2 separate regions of the Rattus norvegicus genome follow, and region 2 is linked to region 1. The links are chromatin contacts, called in public Hi-C maps. All regions are on one chromosome and are shown on one strand. The core of a region is the stretch at or near the end of the contact, and the rest is flanking DNA. Distances in the headings are between cores, read along the strand shown. Region 1 has its middle 100 kb from the start of Plekhg7. Region 2 has its middle 240 kb from the start of Plekhg7.

What was found. Hi-C and Micro-C count contacts between places; a contact is called where the count stands out from the background.
Region 2: a Hi-C map of Schwann cells shows a contact between it and region 1, with 3 times the contacts expected there. The contact joins two enhancer-like sites. A contact is called at or near these places in 4 of 12 Hi-C or Micro-C datasets (Schwann cells, hepatocytes, kidney and 1 more).

Annotation. Positions count from the first base shown.
Region 1 is chr7:32,792,583-32,797,573 of GRCr8, forward strand. No RefSeq gene overlaps it. Among named protein-coding and RNA genes, the nearest start is that of Plekhg7, 100 kb to the left of the region's middle. Within about 2 kb of position 2,814, at least 15 of the 93 cell types and tissues checked have an H3K27ac peak or open chromatin away from gene starts, as enhancers often do. A contact at or near this core is called in Schwann cells, where this site is marked.
Region 2 is chr7:32,926,763-32,931,807 of GRCr8, forward strand. No RefSeq gene overlaps it. Among named protein-coding and RNA genes, the nearest start is that of Plekhg7, 240 kb to the left of the region's middle. Within about 2 kb of position 2,804, at least 3 of the 93 cell types and tissues checked have an H3K27ac peak or open chromatin away from gene starts, as enhancers often do. A contact at or near this core is called in Schwann cells, where this site is marked.

The DNA of each region.
Region 1 (4,991 bases), core at 1,564-4,063:
CTCTCGTGCTCACACCCGCTACAGAGTCCCTTTTGTGGGCAGATGCAAGCAGCTACCATGTATGTACCAAGGGCTGTGACATGGCCAAATCAGGCTAAAGTCAGGAAGGCAGACATGCACCCAAGGCAGATTCATGGTTCCTGCCGTGTGGGTTTGAGCTCGGACCACAGGTGCTGTGTGTGTGATTTAGTTCCTAGGGCCACAGATACCAGCGAGGCTGATGAGCAGCTCACCGGGATCAAGCAGTTTGTTAAAAATAAACAAAGGGAAGATTTGCTGCTGTTGTTTTCCCAGTATGGGCCTGAATGAGAACTGCATCCTTGGGGTTGCTGACACTGGGGGCCGGGATTGGACCGGGGACACGGAGCTGTATCTGGGAACTGAATCCCGAGCCCAGCTTATCTTGTTAAAGAAGACTCTGTTTCTTCTTCATTTGTAAGTTTGAAAGTCTAACATTCATATCCAAAACACTGTTCCAAAGACTGTGGTTTGTTTGACTTTATAGGATCTGAATAGAAGGTGTTTGGGGAAGTGGAGGAGGGTCAGGAGGCCTGTGGTCTGATTCTCTTTGGTTATGTAACAACCCCTGCACCCCACCCCCGCCCCCGTTAGTGAGTTTGTCTTCCACACCTGGCTCCTTTCCACACAGGATTATCTCCTCCCTTCAAAACAACCCTCCAAGCTGAGATTATGAGCTCAGTTTTACAGGGCGAGCCTACATTTGAAGGCCGCAGAGCTGTGCTGTTGAAACACTTGACCCCAGGTGATCTGGCTGTAGTTCCAATTGAATTCCATGGAACACATTATCCTGTCTCCTTTGGGGAGGGGGATCCCATGTCAAGAAATCACATCATCTGCCCATTATTGCAGGAGTCATAGCTCACTGCTGGAGTAGTGTGGGGCTAGAGATAAGCTTTCTCTGGGGGGTTTATTAAGGTCAGTTACCTGATCGGGAAGGTATCAGTCAGGAATAAATCTTTCTGACCTAAAATCAAATGCCATGATTAAAACATCGGGTTGTATAACCCTTCTAGGCCTGATCTCTCTCCTAGACAGAGTGCAGACATTGTGTCCAGTTGTCACTGAGGTTGGTGGGAGAAGGTCGTCTGAGATCCAAGCACCAGAGTGGACTCTGTGGGGTCAGATCTGCCAAGTCACAAAGGCGAAGATGGAGGGGAGGTTAACAAGTCACAGTGACTCGAGTGCTTTTGTAGGTCAGGATGTCAACAAATGCTTACTGAACACCTATGACACATCACTCTTGTGTAAGGATTAAGTCGTATCATCTTTAGTCCTCAGTATAGATCCTTGAGGCCTTATTTTTTTAAGTAGGGAGGCAAACTCTGAGAAGGCCAGTGACTTTGCCAACATGGATGACCCTGATGAGCTATGAGGGACGCAACCTGTAACTTTCTTCCCGAAGCTCAAATCTCCTGGCATACCTGATAGCCACTAAGGATGTCTGGTTACACCCAAGTAGAGTTAAAGTTGTTACTCGCATTCGAGAATCAGTCACCAAGACTTTTTATTCTGTGATATGGGCACTGCCTTCACAGTAAAAGAGAGTCTTTAGATAAAGGGATAGATACACGTTTTGGTTTTGGATGTGCTTTATGGAAAGTGTAGCAAACATATGGGCGCACGGGGACACAGGACAATGACAATGAAGTCAGCAGCAGAGGAAGTTGTAGAGTTATACTAGTAAATATGACAAGAGTTGTTCCTCGCCTGAATAGTTAATATGCCAGGACATGGAGGCTCCATGTTTTAAAGAACTGATTGATACTTTTGAGTTTTATAGTTACCAATGCTGAGAAGGCCATGTTCCGTCAATATACAATCTGAAACAGAGAAGTGTATGTAAGACCCGTTGTCAAGCTTGTTGGAAGTCCTGTCTGAGACACAAGCTAAAAGTAACTAATTTATCAGTATTGTTTAGGCGCTCACTGCTAACTTGGATAGCAATCCTCACAATCAAATGTTCGAACACAACATGATCCTCATGAGACACTTCCTGGTTGAGGCAAGTTGATGGAACATCTCCGTTTTCTATAATTAAGCTGCTACACTTCTAGAAGAGCACAAAGCTACTGTGTGTAAAGTAAACACACTGCGTAGTCCGTAGCCTGCCATGTGTCTGAGCATGATGTCTCTGGATAGTGGATGGGAGGAGTGATGGCATATACAGGGCACAGGCGTGTCTCAAGCTGGGGCCACACAGCTGTGCAGGGTAACACAGGTGAGCCTAGACCGAAGCACTTTGGAACTGTTACACAATTTAGGTTGAGTTTATCTTTGGTCATCGCACATTCAGGAGTTTTCTGCTATTGTCACTCTCTTTGGAGCGGTCACCTTCAGTTAAGTGACCCTGTAGTGGGGGTCATTTCAGTTTAAGAAGCTGGCTTTGTAACATATTTAAATATGGGCACAGTATTCACCAGTGCAAAGGCCTAGTGACAAGAGAACATTTTTACATTGTTCATCCCAGTACTGTAGTGGTGTGGGAAGCTGCTTTTTAATGAAAGTTATTAGAAATACTGACTTTCATATTATATATATGTATATTTATAAAATATGTGGGTATCTATAGCATATATTTTGCTGCCTTCAAACAACCACTTATGTCAAAGCAGAAACAGAAAAAAAAAAAAAGAAGAAGAAGAAGAAGAACAAAACAACATTGAGATTTTCCCAAGCATTTACAAACATGTCGAACAGCCTGGGACTTTCTGGGATCCTGTACGAGCCCTGGTCTGTGACCTAAGGTAACATTTTTGTTTGGTACAGTTCATATCTTCTGAGTGAGTCTGTCACATATTCAGAGCACTGGGACACCCCCAGGGGAGGCTTGTGCTGAATGAATAACTTAGTCAGGCAAAGAATGGCCACTGTAAAACCATTCCTTAGCGCGGGCTTCTGGCAGGGCCAAGTGTTACTTTAGGATTTAAGGAAGTATATTGGAGTCTTGTATGTGGTATGCTTCAAACATTTCTTTCCTTAAAAAGGACTAAAACCCACTGTTCTTTTCTCTCTCTCTCTCTCTCTCTCTCTCTCTCTCTCTCTCTCTCTCTCTCCCCTCTCTCTCTCTCTCTCTCTCTCTCTCTCTCTCTCTCTCTCTCTCTCTCTCTCTCTCTCCTGTTTGTCTCATTTCCTTCTCCATCCACCCCCTTTCCCTCCTCTCCCCTCCCCCCACTTCCTCTTCCCCTCCCCCGCCTCCTCCTTTCCCTGTTGTGACTTAAGTTCTTCTGCAATTAACATCCCATCTCTGCCAGCAGAGGGCACTGTTTGCGCGTTTAAGCAGAAGTCTCGGCTTTGTCTTTCCAGTGTGAACAGTCTCTGAGTCACAGGCAGGCCAGCTATTTGACCAGCAAGATGCTGGTGAGAAGGCCAGCCTGGGTGGTAGTGTTTCAGCATCATTTTGCAGAACATTTCCTTTGTTGCTTGGAGAAATGTTCGTTGCAAATACACTTGTAGTTCCCGGTGGAAAATATATATGTTTTGAACGTGAGCGAAGGCACTGGTGTGGAGTCACTCGGCATCTAAATATCACAAGTGCTTCGTTAGGGTGTCGGATTCTGGAGGTATCCGCACCAGAGTAGCTCAGCTCGCTGCAGGGGCGTCATGAATAATTTCTGTAGCAGCTGATGACATCATAAAGCAATCAGGCATTCCCTGCACCCTGTAATCGATGAGCTTAGATGTCTTGGGATGGAAGGGTGGAAAGACACTTTTCCTCTCACTGGGTTTGAGCATTTTGGAATTAGTCAGTGGCTGTTCACGAAAATAAAGCAAGTCACGTTCAGCTTTCAATCCATTGTGGAATATTTTCTTGAGAGTTGCATATACATCGTTTATAATATTGAATTATATATTTTGTAGTGGGGGCTGGGGATTTAGCTCAGTGGTAGAGCACTTGCCTAGCAAGCGCAAGGACCTGGGTTCGGTCCCCAGCTCCGGAAAAAAAGAAAAAAAAAAAAAAAGAAAGAAAAAATTTAAATATATTTTGTAGTGGAATTGAGGTACTTTTGTATTTTTATAGCAATTATTAAAAAAAATTAATCGAAGTATAGATGAGAACCACGCACTCTAACAATGAAAGTCACGATTAGGCAGACAGCGACTGTTCCATTCCTCCCTTCTCTGGCCTCAGTGTCTCTCTCTGCTCAGGTGTAACTTTTTAATTCTGGAACCTGTTTTTTACTTACCCACTCCATCTCTGAAATAGTCAGCTTGTCTTGCTGGTCTCTAAGCTACTACCTTTAGGTGTTAGCTATAGTTTGATTGAAGCATGAGTATGTTGCCCAGGGTTGTGTGCTAAACCTCGGTCACCAGTGTGGTAATGCTGGAGATGGGCACCTTTAAGCGAAGGTGGGGTAATTAGAGCAAGGTAATTAGTTCACATGAAAGGGATCAAAGCCATATGTATGGGAACCCGCTTACTTCCTCTTAGAGTGGGTTGTTATAAAACATAACACTCACCTTTCTCATGATCTGGCTTCCTGCCTCTGCCATGTGTTTTCTCTTCCCTTGCTCAGGCTCCCCCACAACACCATCTGCTGCAAGGTAGCGCACATAGGGGACTTTCACCAAGAGCCGAACACTCCAGGTTTACTCAGGGTTGAGTCGTTGGCCTGAAAAACTGTAAGCTAAACAGATCTTTTATCATTCCACGACCCAAGGAGGTTTGGTATAGCAAAGCAAGACAGACTTGTCTAAGACTGTGAATTGTCCTTTAGGAACGTCCGGCACCTTAGGCACTCCGTCCCTCTGCTCAGCATCTCTCTGTCACAGCTTCATTGGTTACCTCTGCCACTACAGGAAGAGCAGTCTAGGCTGAGTGACCTTGCTGTTCTCTGACACCTCTTTCGCCCAGTTTTTGTAAATTTCCTCTACATTGTCAAGATTCCTAACACTTCCCATGCGTTCTCTGGGCGTAATTATACCTTCTTTGTCTACGGTTTGTGAGCTCATCAATGGCATGTACCCTGAAA
Region 2 (5,045 bases), core at 1,554-4,053, 130 kb after region 1:
CATCAAGCACTAATTGAGAAAATGTCTTAGATTTAGATTCTATGGAGTCATTTTCTCAATTGAGGTTCATTCCTTTTGGATAACTCTAGCTTGTGTCAAGTTGACAGAGTAGCCAGCACACTAGTCCAGATAAATTGGTTTGCTGTGTGAGTTGTGCTGTGTAGTTTACAAATAGAAAGCAGCTTGTTTTTGTTCCTACTGATTTGATATTTGAGTTATTTGCCATTTATTAATTTTCTTTTGCTGTGACAAAATACCATGACCCAAAGCAACTTACAAAAAGAAGAGTTTATTTCACTAATGGTTGCATAAGGATAGACATGGTGGCTAGAACAAGAAGCTTAGAGAGCACAGCTCAAGAATTCCAGAAAGCTAAGAGTGTGAACTGAAAGCGAGGTAAGGCTATAAACTCTCAAAGCCCAACTCCAGTGATGGACTTCGTCTAATAGGGCTCTTGTCCCAGAAGTTCCGCAACCTCCTAAAATAGCAATACCAACTGGAGACCACATTTTTAAACACATGAGCTCTTGGGTGACATTTCTCACCACCAAACTTAAACCGATCTCCTAGGATACACTAATCAAACAAACAAACAGAACAGGACAACTCCAAACCTTTGGTCTCTAGAGTCATTTCTGATTACTAACAGATAATAATAAAAACAAAACAAAACAAAAAAACCAAAACACACCTGTTTCCAAGGTTGAGAGAGGTTCTAGGGTGAGGTAGAGCCATGTGACCTTCCGCCATCTATTGTTAGAATTCTGTAACCACCCAGGTTTGAAAGCCTTGAGGAGGACCTAAACTGCTATCCTTACTTTCTCTCTCCAGCTCTTCTTTTCCCAGAAAACTCTATGACTTTTGACCTCTTGGAAGCACATGGGAACACCAGAGGAAGGCAGGAAGGTACAATAAAATCTCCCACTCTGATTAGAGCTATCATCACCCGGTGGCAGCATCTCCAGAGTGTCTCCCTCACACACATGCTCTTCCTCTCCTGGGTATTTTGATTTTTGCTGTGGTTGTTTATTCTAAACAATCTCTCTTTCCCCATACCATAAATCATCCTTGGATAACTTTTTCTTTTACTTCAGCTATGCCTTTTCAGGCTTGGTGCTTTCCGCCTAGTTTTACTCTTGGCTTTTGGAAGTTTATCTCCTAAAACGGTGGTTCTCAACTTTCCTAATGCTGTGACCCTTTAATACACTTTCTTCTTTTGGTATGACCCCCAGCCATAAATTATTTTTGTTGCCACTTCATAACTCTAACCTTCTACCGTTATGAATCGTAATGTAAATATTTTTAGAGATAGAGGTCTGCCAAAGAGGTCTCCACCCACAGGTTGAGAACTGCTGCTGAAGGAATTATGTTACCCTTACATGAAATATCTTCCAAAATGACCCAATCTACCTTTCATGAGAAAAGTCCTCATTTTTTCCCACCAAATTTTGGAAGTATTGATTAATGACAATATAGCCCTGTCCCTGACATGAGAAAAGGGTCTCTTTATTCATTGATTCTGTGTCTTCAGATATGAATCAAACATCAGGAGCTACAGTGCTTAAAGCACAGAAAACACATACAGAGTTCTCTAGGAGTTCTTGTTTTTCCTGATGTGTTTTTTTCAACAGTTATGTTAAAAAAAAATGAAAGGCACCTATTTAGGTGGGGCTTGAGAAGGAGGACACTCACTGAATTTATAATGTCTTCCAAAGAAAGGCTTGTTCCAGCTTCAAAGTCACCACGACTAGGGTGGAAGTTGCCAATATGATAACAATTATTGAACCATTCTCATGTTCTCCTAGCACAGTGGTTCTCAACCTTTCTAATGCTGTGAGGCATTAATACAGTTCCTCATGATCCCAATCATAAAACTTTTTTCATTGCTACTTCATAACTATAATTTTGCTACTGTTATGAATAGTAATATAAATATCCAATATGCAGGATATTTGATATTTGAGGTCTTGACGCACATATTGAGAACCACCATCCTGGTCGGTCCCTTTACTGGTGAGCTATCAGTTTGTTTTAGAATGAGGGACTCAGGGATAGAGAGATGGCTCATCCGTTAAGAGCACTGGCTACCATTCCAGAACACCCAGGTTCAATTCTGAGCACCCATATGGCAGCTCATACCTACCTATAACTTCAGTTCCAGGAGGTTTGACACAGACATATATGCAGGCAAAACATAAATGCACACAAAATAAAATAAAAATAAGCATTGAAGATACAATGGGGGGGGTCCTTGACATCAACTTTGCTGGAGGCTCTTCCAATGCATCTAGACCTAAGAAATGCCCTGTCGCAAATGTTCTTTTGTTTATGATTTAATATTCTCACTCCATGCTAGAATTGTTTTATGAGAAATAGAGCAGATGGCAAGAAGAACCAGTGATGAATAAGAACCAGAAGAGGACCTAACACTGATACTTACTCGGGTTACTTATAATGCACACAGCCTATGAAATAAGGGAGAACAAAACTCTGCAAGTATGACTTTTATGCCTCATTTATTAGTTTCATGTGGTGAGTTTTATGGCCTTTAGAATGTGGACAGAGATTGAGTTTCACTTTTAAAAGGAGTACTTTGCTCTGTGGTCCAGTGCGTGACCATCAGACAACAAATTAATTCTCCCCATAAATACTTAAATGTGCTTAAGCTCGCACTTCTCCTTTGGCTTTTGTTGTATTTGACTTTTGTAACAATACCCATTTTTGCCCAGTGAGTGGCTGCTGTCAGCTGGCTTTTAATGAGCCTGAAAGGCATTGAGGTCCCCAGCAAGCGAGATGCTGAACAATTCAGTCTCAGTTGAGAAGAAAAGGGAAACAGTCCATGTTGAATGTTCATTCTCTGAGTCAGTGTCACAGATCGGCTGTGCATCTGAAAACTAGAAGACCCAAAGCTCTTAAAACTTTCTAGAAATAGTTAATGCAGCATCTGTGGATCATGGTTGTGTGTTAGGAAAAACACAGGAAGCGTTTCACTTCCTCAGTGCTCTGGCTGCAAGCTTCTCCAATTTAATCAGAATCTTTGTGTTTTGACCCATGTGTAAGTCTTGTGTGTGTGTATATCCGTGTGTGTGAAGGTGTGCTTGTATGTGTACTGCACATGCATTTCATCTGGCGCCCTAAATCACATCGACACACTGGTTTTGAAACTGGGTCTCTCAAAGAATTCACAGCTTGAGGATTGAGCAGGGGTAGCTGTCCACCAAGCATCGAGGAATCTCCTGTCTTGGTCTGTCCTGTGCTAGGATATCCTTTCGGACTACTGTATGGCCTGATTTTGTGTCATCTTCACACAGGCTAGAGTCATCTGAGAGAATGCCTTCTTTAGATCAGGCAAGTTTGTAGAGCATTTCCGTAATTAGTGATTGAATGTGGAAGGACCCAGTTGTAGTTGATTACAGTTGTAGTTGGTGGTTCTGGGCTCTAAAAGAAAGTAGTCTGAGCAAGTCATTGGGAGCAAGGCAGTAAGCAGCACCCCTCCGTAGCCTCTGAATCGACTCCTGCCTCCAGGTTCCAGTCCTGCTGGAGTTTCTGCTTTGGCTTCAACAAAGTCTGATTTAGGATATGTAAATCAGATAAACCTTTTCCTCCCTGAGTTGCTTTAGGCGTTGATGTTTCACCACAGCAATAGTAACTCTAAGACAACTGCCCTGTCACTTTTCACATGGGTTCTGGGCATCCAAACTCAAGTCCTTTTGCTTGTATAGCAAGCACTTTATCACCTAAGTTATCTCCCCAGCCCTGTGCACTGGTGTGTTTTCAACACTCAGGTACTCTAGACTGCTAATACCCTTTTGTTTAAAAGTAATACCATTATCACAAAACAATAACTTCAACTCTTATGAAATCTCATCCATGGACATGTTAAAGAGATATGGAAAGGACACTGCTCAAGTTATACATCTATTTTTGCCTGTCTACTGCCACTATCACTTTAAAAGTGGTATCTTTGCTTAAAGAAAAAGGAGGTCCTGGTAAAAATGGAAATGGTCTCTTGAAACACAAGCACTTCAGGACTCCGTTGCTGGCTTATCTGAGGGACAAGTAGCAGGTGTAGACTTCTTTAGAAGGGGTCACGAGCTTTCTAGTTTCCCCAGGGCCCCTCCAGTCCTCAGCCTGTCCTCGACCAGACAGCATTCAGGACACCAGTTTTTGTCTCAGTTCACAGAAGTCTGTCAAAGCCCAGTTTCCTTTGTCTCTTCCATATCCCACACAGAAGATTCTAGCCTGGGCCAAGGAGCCTTTATTTGATCTGAAGGACTCAAGCCATCCCTTCACCACAGTTATTGGAAAGGTCATCAGGTTCCTCTTACCATTCTCTACCAGCCCACTTCCCCACCTCAGAAGGTTTGTTCTGTACTTTTGCTTTAAAACTGAAAACAAAGACTGACTATACATCTATTCTCCTAAGACTCCAGTTCCTCAAGGCTGAGTGCCAACTCCCTGATTTGTTTTCCATCCAGAGCTATGCAGACCGAGAAAGCCAACAACGCAAGGCCATTTTGCTTTTGACCTTCGTAGGGCTGACTGCACAGCCAGTCAACGGCTGAGCTGAAAATAGAACCCAGGACTTTCAAATCATTGTTCTGCTTGCTGGACTGTGTTTCCTCCCGTAAGGACCTGGTTAAGCAATGTCCTGTTTTGCAAAAGCAGAAGTCACAATACACACAGGAGAAACTGGACTGAACACAAGAAACACAAGGCCCCACCCTTAGGAAAGATGGCTCTCTAGTGTGAAGGAGTGTGATTTGTTTCTGCGGGTTTTGGTTGGAAGCAGGCTCATAGCAGGTCAAATCACTGACTTTGCAGTGTGTGGTATTTTAGGAATTCTCAGAGTGCCTAGTGTCAGGTATTTTCCTGACAACACCCCAGAAAGACATTTATACAAGTGACAGACCAGTATACAAAGGTGGCCACAGACTTGGAATCACTGTGTTTTATTGCAAGTAGCATGGGAGAGAACCAGAAGTCTGGTAGCAGATGATTCTTCTTTTAGGGTATTACTCTGGCCAATAGAGGGCAGATTGAAA